2 separate regions of the Mus musculus genome follow, and region 2 is linked to region 1. Evidence: chromatin contacts called from public promoter capture Hi-C data. All regions are on one chromosome and are shown on one strand. The core of a region is the stretch at or near the end of the contact, and the rest is flanking DNA. Distances in the headings are between cores, read along the strand shown.

What was found. Promoter capture Hi-C pulls out the DNA fragments that hold promoters and counts their contacts.
Region 2: a promoter capture Hi-C map of hematopoietic stem and progenitor cells shows a contact between it and region 1, with 2.9 times the contacts expected there. The contact joins the promoter of Fxyd6 here to the enhancer-like site in region 1. A contact is called at or near these places in 6 of 39 promoter capture datasets (the 3T3-L1 cell line, hematopoietic stem and progenitor cells, liver and 2 more), 1 of 15 datasets of contacts at CTCF or cohesin (CD8 T cells), 4 of 484 Hi-C or Micro-C datasets (the G1E-ER4 cell line, bone marrow-derived macrophages, embryonic cerebral cortex and 1 more), 10 of 115 datasets of contacts at active chromatin or transcription factors (CD8 T cells, bone marrow-derived dendritic cells, double positive thymocytes and 6 more) and 2 of 9 other capture datasets (adipose tissue and liver).

Annotation. Positions count from the first base shown.
Region 1 is chr9:45,243,693-45,249,310 of GRCm38.p6, reverse strand. BC049352 (cDNA sequence BC049352) reads right to left here. Exons shown (of 5, transcript NM_001198971.1): 4 at 5,024-5,152; 5 at 1-496. The coding sequence ends at 5,053. Among named protein-coding and RNA genes, the nearest start is that of Mir7086, 20 kb to the left of the region's middle. Within about 2 kb of position 3,035, at least 110 of the 459 cell types and tissues checked have an H3K27ac peak or open chromatin away from gene starts, as enhancers often do. A contact at or near this core is called in CD8 T cells, adipose tissue, bone marrow-derived dendritic cells and 4 more, where this site is marked.
Region 2 is chr9:45,367,393-45,372,986 of GRCm38.p6, reverse strand. Fxyd6 (FXYD domain-containing ion transport regulator 6) reads right to left here and starts at 2,802. Exons shown (of 8, transcript NM_022004.6): 1 at 2,499-2,802.

The sequences.
Region 1 (5,618 bases), core at 1,786-4,285:
AGCATGTGATGTCTGTTCACTCGGGCTAACTGACTACCATAGCAAAGCTCTTGGGCTGGAGAGACCTCAAGGGCAGCCTCAGGGAATGGAAAGAGTGCTTCTCCAGATGCTAGGTATGATTAGCTCTTTGCACATGGATCTATACCTCGGTCTTCTCATCTGTCACAGAGAGAGAGTAGTCTTGGAACTTGTCTGTTTTCACTAGTTCCCTATGACGTCTCATTGAAGGTTCTTTACCTGGCATTCATTCCAGCTCATTGATGGCAGAAACACCTCTTGATTTACCTCTGTGCCCTCTACACCCAGCCAACGCTAGTGCATGGTGATGAGCACCCTATAAATGGTGAATAAATGAACGCATGACTGGGTAGAACTTTTCCATTCATGTCAAAGAAGCATTTGAATGCAGGTGAAAGCAGTTCAAGAAGCATCGAGATGATTATGATGGTCACAGAAGTCTGAGCAGACCAGGTGCTTGGGAGACATCACTCTGAACCTAGGAGAGAGAGAGAGAGAGAGAGAGAGAGAGAGAGAGAGAGAGAGAGAGAGAGGTTACTGGCAGCTTGCTTTCTGGTTTGCTATGCTCTCTGCTTAGTCACATGGACCTATGATTATTCCCTTTCCCACTTTCTTCACCCTACAGCTCCTATATAGTGTAGGACTTAGGGCTGCAGACCAAACGTGAGACGGAAGAAAAGAGAGTACAACCAGGAAACTGAGGTGAAGGGGTGAATGAAAACATTCAGGTGCATTCACCTGCTCTTTGGGCAAACATTCATTGGGTACCACAACACCAAACCTCCCGAGACAGGCAACTAGACATGATCCTACCGGTTGGCTCAATTCTGCATGATGTGCACACTCGCTCGCTCACACACACACACACAGATGCACAGACACAGACACATACACACACATACAGACACACAGACACACAGACACACACAGACTGTCCATTCACCTCTCTGACACTCTCACCCCTGCATGGTGGAACTGAAGTTACCCACTGTGAAATATCTTCATAGCTGGAAGCCTCAAAGTTCTCAAGGCTAAATGGCAACCTTACACAAACAAGGTCCCTGGGGCCCAGGGAGCCTCATCCCATGATCTTTAGGGAGAAGAGTCAGGCTTAAAATAGAAGAGGAGGGACTTCTTCCATTTCCACCCACCTTTCTCCCAGCAGCCCTCTGCTTATGCACGGGAAGACCTATCCAAGGCTTTAGGGAATGGAAGCCAAGCCCATGGTTCCGCAGAAGCAGGGTGGATGGGGTGAATGGGTGAGTGAGAAGGGCAGGGACCACCAAGGCTTTGGTCTCCAGCACTGCACTCCCACATTGTTTTGTTGGTTTGCTGTTCCTCTGAGCAGACAGAACATTTTCACTTCTGGTCCCCAAAATGTGAGAATTCACCAGGCCACTGGCTTCCTGTTTTGCATTGGCTTTTGCACACTAAGCAGTTTTAAAAATAAAATAATGATACTCCCATCTACTGTTGTGTTGTCCTTCTTAAGCCCTGGAGCATAGGAGGGGCGTCATAAACTTCTCCTGGGTCCTGTCACCTGACCCTATCTACTGTCACTGGCTTGGGGCAAGGCGAGGAAGTCTCAACAGAGATGCTATGGCTTTGAACATGACTTAGGTTGTCCCTTGGTAGAAAAGCTTTCCATCTCTGTGTGCCCTTGTCTAGAAAAGTGTCTGATCACACCACAAGCATGGGAGGGTGTGGCTAAGGAGGGGGAAGGAGGAAAGATGACAAGTGTTGGTTTTGAGAGCAGCAGGCATGAACCAGGCTTGGAGCAAGATGCCCTCAAGAGGATGAAGAATCCTTTTGCTTAGTTTCCTGAGTAGTTCCTGCCTACGTGAACACATACATGTACACCTAAGTGTATGTAAGGCACAACAGGGGACTTAGAAGAGATGTAAAGCCCAACTTGGCCTGCTAGAAATGCTTGTGAGAAAGGAGAGATCAGGTTAATCTCCAGAGATACTGGATTCCCCATGGAGACAGCCCAGTACCTGGAGGAGCAGAGAAAATGAATGAAGATGTGTGAGCCAGAGAGTGTTTCTAAGTAAAATCAGATGAGAACAAGGGACATAAGTCTTGAAGAAGGCTCCTGGGAAATGTGAACTGTGAGCCAGGAGGAAGAGTGGCAGGAAGGGATGACTTGGAGATCAGAGAATAAAAGTAAACAAGGACTGGGAAGTGGGCAAGGCAGAAGCTCAGAGCTGAGATCAAGCCTGGGAGGCCTGAGCCCTGAAAGCCCCATCCATCACTGTGGGGCGATTAGCAGCTCACTGGAGGGAAGAGCCAGTATCTTGGAAGCTGGGGATCAGAGAGCTGCTGCCCCTTAGCTCTTCCAGGTTGGGGAACAGGATATGTGGAGGAAACCTGCTATCTACATGGGGGTCAAAATGAATGGTGTCAGCCAGGCAGTGGTGGCAGACGCCTTTAATCCCAGCACTTGGGAGGCAGAGGCAGGTGGATTTCTGAGTTCGAGGCCAGCCTGTCTACAGAGTGAGTTCCAGGACAGCCAGGACTACACAGAGAAACCCTGTCTCAAAAGAACCAAAACAAAACAAACCAAACCAAAACAAACCAAAACAAAAAATGGTGTCTTGAGTCCTGAGGTGAGTGTCAGGAAAGACGGGACATAAAATTCACAGTGTTTGGGCATGGACAGGATTGTGGGTGCAGGAGAAGAGGACATTCCAGGTTGGGCACAGCCCTGGGAAGGACATTTAGAGGAACAGGGTAATATAGAAACTGTAGCTAGTAGCCCTTGGCACAGCAGGCTCTCCAGTGGGATGGAGCAGGAGATGGGATGAAGGGTAGAGGAGCAATGGGTAGGCCCTAGTACAGCCAAGGATTGGAGTGCCCAGTCAGTGCCCAGCCTTAGCGGCCTGTTGCTTGGTTTCTAGTTAGTCTGAGAAAGCTGTAATCTGCCCCTTCACTCCTAGGGTGTAGCCACTGTCTGGAGTGAAGAAAACTGCTTCACCATGGGCCTGCGGAAGTAAGGAAAGCAAGGGGGTGCGGAAGGGACACGGAGCACGTCAGTGGCCTCAGAAAGAGGAAGCAATGTGCTCTCGCTTCTGCTTCTGAGCATGGGAAATACCCACTATTCTCCCATCCTCAGCAGATGTCCCTGTCCTCACCTGAAGCCACACAACCTGGGCCCAAGCCTACCTGGGGTTCAAGGCTCATTCTCTTTTCAAGTATCCAACAAGTCTCCTGAGTCCTGAGCATTCCCAGGGGACCCAGTGGGTCCTACAGGCCATGCCAACCAGGGCAGAGTTACAGGTGTTATTGGGATCACAGAACCTGTGAGTTCAGAAGTGGGGTCCAGCTTGCAGAGCTGGGTATCCAAGGAAGAAGGAAGCCAAAGGCAAGAGTATTCTCTTTCTCCATCACATCCAAGAGTTCTCTGAGAAAGGGGGAGAGGTCCAAAGCCATGAAGAGTCCCTCTTCATACTCAACAGCTCAGGGAAGAAACCCCAGTCAAAGGCTTCCAAATCCTAAGGCTTGGTGTGCTGTGTCCAAGGCCCACTGAGCTGGGAAGAAAAAGACTCCCACCCCTGGCAGGAAGCAGGAAGGATCCGCCAGGCCTGGAGCATTCCTTCCTCCACAGTCTGCTATAGGCCAAAGAGAGAACAAGAAGCAAAATAAGAAACACAAAACACAGGGGCCTCAGCAAAAATGAGGGGAAGGACAGAAAAATAATGGCCAGCCCTCCCCTTCCTGTCTCTGTTTTGGCCTCAGCATCTTTTAGCTTAGAACTGGGGCTGGTTGATCCAGTGACAGGCCTGACCAACACAGGCTCCTTAAGGCTTTCTCCATTTACTACTGCTTCAAGGAGTGAAGCATCTCTGGATGGAACTGCTTTATACCAAATATCGGCTGAATACCGGCTGAACTAAAACTGGTACCCGCTGCCTTCAGTCCAGTGGGTCACAGGCAGAGCAAGAAGCCACGGCTTCGGAGGTAAAGTGTTCTACAGTCCTTGTCCTTAGCTGCTTTGGTCAGCCTCCACCAGGCGCCTCCCATGGCTCCATAACTCTCTGCTTTCTACCACATAGGGCCAGCTTGGTGCAGGACAGCAGAGACGGAAAATAGATCCCACCCTGGGCACTGTGGGCACCCCAGGTTGGGAGCCTAAACAACAGGGACACTGTTTCTAGATTGTTCTGCTCATGTGTGGTGGGCACTGAGCCTTGTCACTGTAGGAAGAACTAGTCAGAGGGAGATAGCAAAAGGGAAGAAGCGTGGAAAAGGCCCAAACCAAACACAGCGCTGAAAGGGCAAAGTAAAGACCCTAGTTCAACCTTCAGGGAAGTTGGCCACAGATGGAAATGTTAAATAACATGTCTGAAATCACCCCTCTGACCACATGACTCCCCAATGAAAATGATCGGCTCTCCAGCTCCAGGTAGCAACTTAACAAAATGAAATGACAGGAGATTCCACATGAACATCTATCTACCCTGTAGAGTCTCTGGGCCATTTCCACCCTGGGCTGCATTCGACAGGAGGAAGGCTGGCCTGGCTGTGATTGTCGCACTGTGTCTGCAGGATATTTGCAATTCCTACAGGCTCGGTGTGTCCTGAAATCCAGTTTTTAACCCTGGGGGATAGTTGCTTCTCTGAATTCCATGAGAAGACTGCTAAGCCTGGTCAGGCTCTTCCGTAGGGGCCTAACTCCATGGGGGCTGGAAGAGGACCCAGTGAAGGTCCCTTATTCTTCTTACTTGCAGCCGAGTCAGGCTTTCAGGGCCCAGGAAGGCCAGAGGAGCTCATGATGACCCAGGAGCCTTTCCTGTGTAAGGAGAAGAGATACTGAAAATAGAGGTGGCTTGGGAGGGCTTTACTATGCTGGTTCAACTGGCCTGACTCTCTCAAGAAAGAGTAGAGGGATTGAGCCATTCATCTGTGCTCTGGGTGGCCCTTGGCGCTAAGCTTCACAGCCTGCACCCATATAGGATCTTACTCTGGCATGAGACCCACTCAGTTCTTCTGTCCTGCCACTCACCTGACCTTCAGAAGCTAGTCACTGCTCCATCAGACTCTGTCATTGGAGAACTTCATGTAGCCACCATCCGGGCTGCTCATGTGGCCACTGATGGTGAAGGGTGGGCCAACCTCCAAGTCCTTCAGGTTCCTGAGACAGATTTCCAATGAAGCTGTTAAACTGAGAACCCAGCCTCTCCAGGAATCCTGTCTCCCTAGACTGGAGCCACCAAGTGGGTCCTAGAAGCAGAGGCAGTATCTGAGCACTGACTCACTGACTTATCTTCCAGAATAAGATTTGTCTCAGCTCCCGGGGCCAGAGGAGCAGGCCTGCCCTGTGTCAGGGAGTAGTGAAATGGCTTACCCTGAGAGGGCTTTCTGACTTCTGTTCCTCAAATCCACGGCTCTCTTTGGTTGCTCTTCTTTTGTGAATGCTATATTGTGCCTGAGATTGCTTTATTTGCAATTAGGCTTGTCTCCAGCATAGGCAGTGAGATGCTTAGGGACAGAGAATATGCCAAGCCATCTTTGTATTTTTGGAAATAAATACCATAAAACTGGCTATATAATAAAACTTTACTGAATGAATAAACAGGTGGATAGGTGAGTAAGTGAGT
Region 2 (5,594 bases), core at 1,553-4,052, 120 kb before region 1:
TCTGAGGACGGTGTCTTCTTCTTCACTGTCACGTTCCCAGAAGTTAGCATACAGTAGGTGCTCAAAACCATTCAATAACTGAACAAAATGGGTTCTCCAACAGTCCAAAGGTCAAATGGAACCCAGAGGGAAACTCTTCCCTCAAGTTCCAGCCACCTGAGGATAAGTCTTGATAGTGTCCTGGCAACTCAGCAGCCCTTGGCTTGCTCTCCTAGAGGCATGAAAATGACTGGAGGGGCAAGCAAGAAGCAGGAAAACTGGGACTGGGGTAGACCAGAACTCCACACACAGCTGAGAACCCTGTTTGGCATTTCTTTGGCTCTTCTCTCTCCCTCTCTTTATCTCTATCACTCTGTGTCACTGTCTCCTCTCTCTGTCTCTCTTTCTCCTTCTTTCTGTCTCTGTCTCTCTGTCTTTCTATGTCTCTGTCTCTCTCTCTCTCACACACACATATATCTTTGATCCCTGTTCCTTCTCTCTGCCCTCTTGTGTTCTCATAACAGGCTTCCCTCCCTTCCACAGAGCCTCCTCTGTTCAGAAAGGACCATGGGTGTCAAGGAAGGAAGAACACAGCCTGGAGAGACTTAAATCCTGGTTTGTGCCCAGCCATGGCCCTGGAGTCTGGCACCTAGCAGAGGGGTTTCTCTCCTAGGATGGTTTGGGAGCTTTTCTTTGGCTTTTTCCTGTAAGGTCCCTGGGAGAAGTCAGAGGTTCCCTTCTGGGCTACTCCTTCTTGATACTCTAAGTATCCAGAATAAGGCTGAACAGGAAGGAAAGCACTCTCTGTCTGCTTAGCCTCACCCAGCCTGGTGTGTGTGTGTGTGTGTGTGTGTGTGTGTGTGTGTGTGTGTGCATGTACATGCGTGTGTACATGTATGTGTCAGTTTGTGTTACAGGTGGAGTCCCTGCATGCACACACAGAGTGAGGGCTGAGTATAAGTAACATGCATTTGGTACAGTTACTGTGTATGTAGGACAGTTGGTACAGTTACTGTGTATGTAGGACGGTTGGTACAGTTACTGTGTATGTGGGACGGGATGCAGGTCGTCTATTTGGTGTGGGTGTCGTATGTGTGTGGTGTAGTTGGTGTGTATGTGGTGTGTAGGGTGCGGGATATATTTGCCGTTTATGTGGTGGGCTGTGCATTTGGTGTCTTTGGCTTGATGTGTTGTGGTTTCATGATGTGTTACTTGGTGTTCATGTGATATAAATGTGTATGTTATGTGTGTCCACTATGCTAAAGGGCTGTGAGGGTTGACAGGTATGTGAGGCTGTGACGATATTGTGTGTAATGTGTGAGCACTTGTGTTTGTGGTGCTTGTGGTGGTGGGATGGGTAAAGGGCCAGGCAGTTTAGAACGGGAGCCAGACATAGGGTGTCCTCCTTTAAAAAGCAAAGGGTAACCAGTATCTAAGCAACCATATTGGGGGGAGGGGAGGCAATTGGAGGTGAGGAATGGGCAGAAATCTGAGGGAGGTTGAACTGGAGGGGTTTCCATGGCAACCATGAGACAGGTCACGTGCAAAAGGCCAAGTTGGAAAACAGATACACACATTCATACATCTACAATATGAGGGCAGTCAGAACACTAGTGCCAAGGGTCCTTGAGAGGGCTGAGATGCCCACTGGTCCCACTACAAAGGTAGAAATCCCAATTCCAGTAGCGCGGGAAGACAGGTTAGACAAAGGAAATAAAGACAGAGGGTACATTGATGGAGCCAAGCCTCCAGGCATCACAACCTCTGGGTCTGGAGGTTGGTGGCAGCTTGGGTGGGCCGGTATTTCCAACCTGACTGCTCCTAGGAGCAGACGCCCAGAGACCCAGTCTCTCAACCAACTCTACAGAAAAGCCCTGGGCAGACATAAAGCGGGGAGGCTCCGCCAGGGCCAGCCCCGGTTGGGAACGATGGAGATAGGGTACTAGCAGCCCTGGAAAGAAAATCGAGCTGGACAGACCAAAAGAAGGCAATGCAGTCAGATGAATCCCCTCATCCTCGAACCCCAACGCCGTCTACAGGGCCTCTTCGCCACTCCCGGAGCCCACGCCCACACCCCACAAGCACCAAGCCAGCAAATTTCCATTTTGTGTGGCCCATGTGTCCACATTCACATTCCTTCATTCCCGGGTCCTCGCATCTCCATTCCCCGCAGGGTCTCCCGCTTCCGAGTAACAAAGGGAAGCTCCCCTGCTAAAGGGTCCTCTATCCTTCTGGAGCTCCTGATGCAAGCTCAGGGCAGCCTCAAAAGCATTTTCCAGCCACCAGCATCGCCCACCGCCATTGCCTGCAACCCCATCCCGGTATCCTTAGCTTTTGGAAGCTCATCTACTTGTTTACATCTCCAAATCCATTTCCCGCCGCCCAGGCAGGGACCTGGGCACACACCCACTGAAACAAACAAGACTCGGAGGAACCTGGCGCTAGAGTGACGGATCCCCACCCAAGCCTCCTCCACTCGGAAGAAGGTGCCAACTTTGCCCACCTCCCTTGCTGCTCACCTAGGCGTTGGGTCCCCTCCGAGCGGATCCCAGAAGGACTAGCAGAGTCCAAGCAGCCGGGAGTGGCGCGCTGGGGGCAGGGCGGTGGGCGCGGCTTGCAGCTTTCCCGCCTCCCAGAGGGGGCTGACTGGTTGGCCTCCCCGGTCGCCCTCGTCCACTGGCTTCTGGGTCCCCTTGCAGACCCCTGTGATGTCGCCCGCGCCCTTCTCTCTGCGAGCTCTTCGCAAAGGGAAGTGAGGCTTGAAGAAGCAACAGGAGACGCGCGGAGGAGGCGCCCAGCGCCGGAGCGGATTTGCCAGCAGCTGTTGCTTTTTGATTCTCCCCCCCTTTGGTGAGGGTAGGAAATGAGCCAGACCAACACCGTGACAGGGCTGGTGTTTTTCGGAAATAGGAAAATCAGGGGAGAAAGGCAGAAAAATAGGAAACAACGGAGCATCAGCCACCTGCAACCTGCGTTCATTGGCTGTGTTCGCAATTAGCATGAATGGGAGCCAGAGTTAGGTGGAGTGTTGTTTGCAAATAGAGCTGGTGGGCTGTGGGGACAAGACCCTCACATGAACCAGGGTTTTGCTGCCCAGAAGCCCGTTTTCAAGACACCCATCTCCATCCCTAACTCCGGAAGGCTTTAAGAGTAGCTCTCCCCAGCCTAGTCACTAAGAGTCAAAATTCGAGGTGACAAATTAATTTAAAGATTTACATCCTAGCTCTGCAATCCTACCTGTAGCATCAGTATGAACACTCATATATGGAGTGTTCCTTTCCCTAATCTAGGAAAGGGAGGTGAGACTAACTCCCAGCAAGGGTTCCATTGACTAACTCTAAGTAATGATAGAAGAGCTTGCAAGAATGGACAGAGGTCACCCCACCCCACCCCACCACCCCCAGCAGGTTGGTATCCAGGAAGCTCTGTAGTGGGGAAGGCTGTTCTAATTAGCCAACTGAAGGGATGCTGTAGGGAGGCTGGCCTACCCTGTGCTGAAGCATTGAGGAGAGCAGCTGGCATCAGCCAATTCTAGGTCTTATCACGAGGCTTTCCTGACAACCCCTACCCCAGAAATAATGGGCTCTACTAGCAAGAGCCCAGCCCTGCCTCTCCAGCACCACAGCACCAGGACAGTTACTCATTTGTGAAGAAGAAGAAGGAAGAGGAGGAGGAGGAGGAGGAGGAGGAGGAGGAGAACAACTCTTTTAATCCCAACACTTGGGAGGCAGAGACAGGTGAATCTCTGGATTTGAGGCCAGTCTGGTCTAAAGAGAGAGTTCTAGGACAGCCAGGGATACATAGAGAAATCTTGTTTCAGGGCATGAAAATCTTCCCTTTTCAGAGGAAAAGGAAGAAGAGTTGAAAGAGGAAGAAGAGGAAGCAAACAAACAAACTTGATAATTCTGTGGCCTTTCAGCTTGGTTGAATCACTTTAACAAATGGTCCAGTCTCAAAGGCCAAGGCAAAAAAACAGATGGGAAGTCAAGGTTGCCCTAGAACTGGCAGAGAAGCCATCAATGGCTACCAGGAAGAAACTGGGTTACCTTGCTTAAGGGGAGTCTGTAGAGGATAGTTTGACCCCTTAAGCATAGGACCTTGGGCTGAAAAGACTCCACCCTGGCCCAGTTTCATAATCACTAGGGTTCCTGTGACAGTTAAAACCCTTTTATCAAAGTCTGGCTCAAGTCTTGCCAATCCACGTGGCTCCAGACAGCGGCCTGACCTTCTGTCCCAAACTTTTCCTCTGTAAGCTGAGGACTGTAATCTCCTGTCCCTTTCCACTTGCTGTGGGTGGGAGAAATGAAACCACACTGCTTACTAGTTCCCTGTCCTGGGCAAGCAGATTGGTCCTCCCTCCCAGTGCCCTTGAGTCCTGACATTTCCCACCTCTAAGTTGTCTGTTGGAGTCGCTCCTTGTAAGTGGTTGCCAGCTCAGGCTTTACAGGCCAGTTTGGGAAAGGATAGGCTGACGGGTCAGAACTTCTAAGCCCAACCACCTGTTGGTTCAGCCTGTCTCCTGCCAGAGAACATGGCCAAGCTACTTCCGGGCCTGTGTCTGATGCTGCTGATAGTCCTGGCTATGGAGGAGAGTGGAATCCAGTCTGTGAGGACTGGCCAGGGCCAGCCTCTCAAATAACCTTTCTTGTTTATCCAGGTGGAATTTGGGGGTTTCTGCTACAAAGCAACACATAGCCTTGCCCTGGGAAAGTCACATCTCCCTTCTAGGGAGTAAAGAAACACATCTGGTTCCTGCGATAAATGTGTCCACGGGTTAAAAGAGGTCACCAGCTGCCCCATTCTTTCAACACACGGATGTGAGGCGTGACTCTTCCCTGAGCCCTAGGTCAAGCTCTTTAGATACAACATTGTCCTTTATAGATAAGGGGTGAAAAGGATTTTGATCAAATGGTTCAGAGCCCCGAGAATGTAACATTTGCAAAGCAAGCTGGAGAGTCGGGGAGTGCTAAGGAGATGCGCTGAAAGAAACAACTGAGGTGCAAAGCAGGCTTGGGAAATGATGCCAACAGTGGAACAGAAGCGATGTGTGCGTGCAAAGGCCCTGAAGCGGACTGCAGAGTGTGGGAATTGCTCCCGGTGTGGCAGAGTGCAGAGGAGACAGGCTAGGGAAGGACACAGATGCCAGGCTTGGCAGCCGGGCAGTTCCTGGGCAATTTCAGCTTTTGTCTCCAGGGCCATGGGAAGCCACTGAGGGGATACAAAAATTGCTATGAAAAGAATTTGGGAAAGGCTGGCTCAGAAGGTTCCTAAAGAGTTCACAGTCAGGGTTTAGAAGGCTGGGTAAAGAGCTTGGATCTTTGCTACGCAATTGCTTCTCTGGAAGCCTGAGGAAAGGGGCAGCTGAGGCAGGACAGCACACCAGAACAGATTGGTTTCTAAACAGCATGGGTGTGTTTGGGGGGGAAGGGAGTCTCACACACACAGATAACACATAGACACACTCACTAAGGATGAGGGAAGCACATGAGAGTACCCACATCTAGAGCCATGGGAAGACCCAGTGCCAGGCTCATTGGAGCAATACACTGTTGAGTGGGTCACAGACTGCTCCGTGCTAGAAAATCCACCCACTCTAAGCCATGTAACTAGGTCTA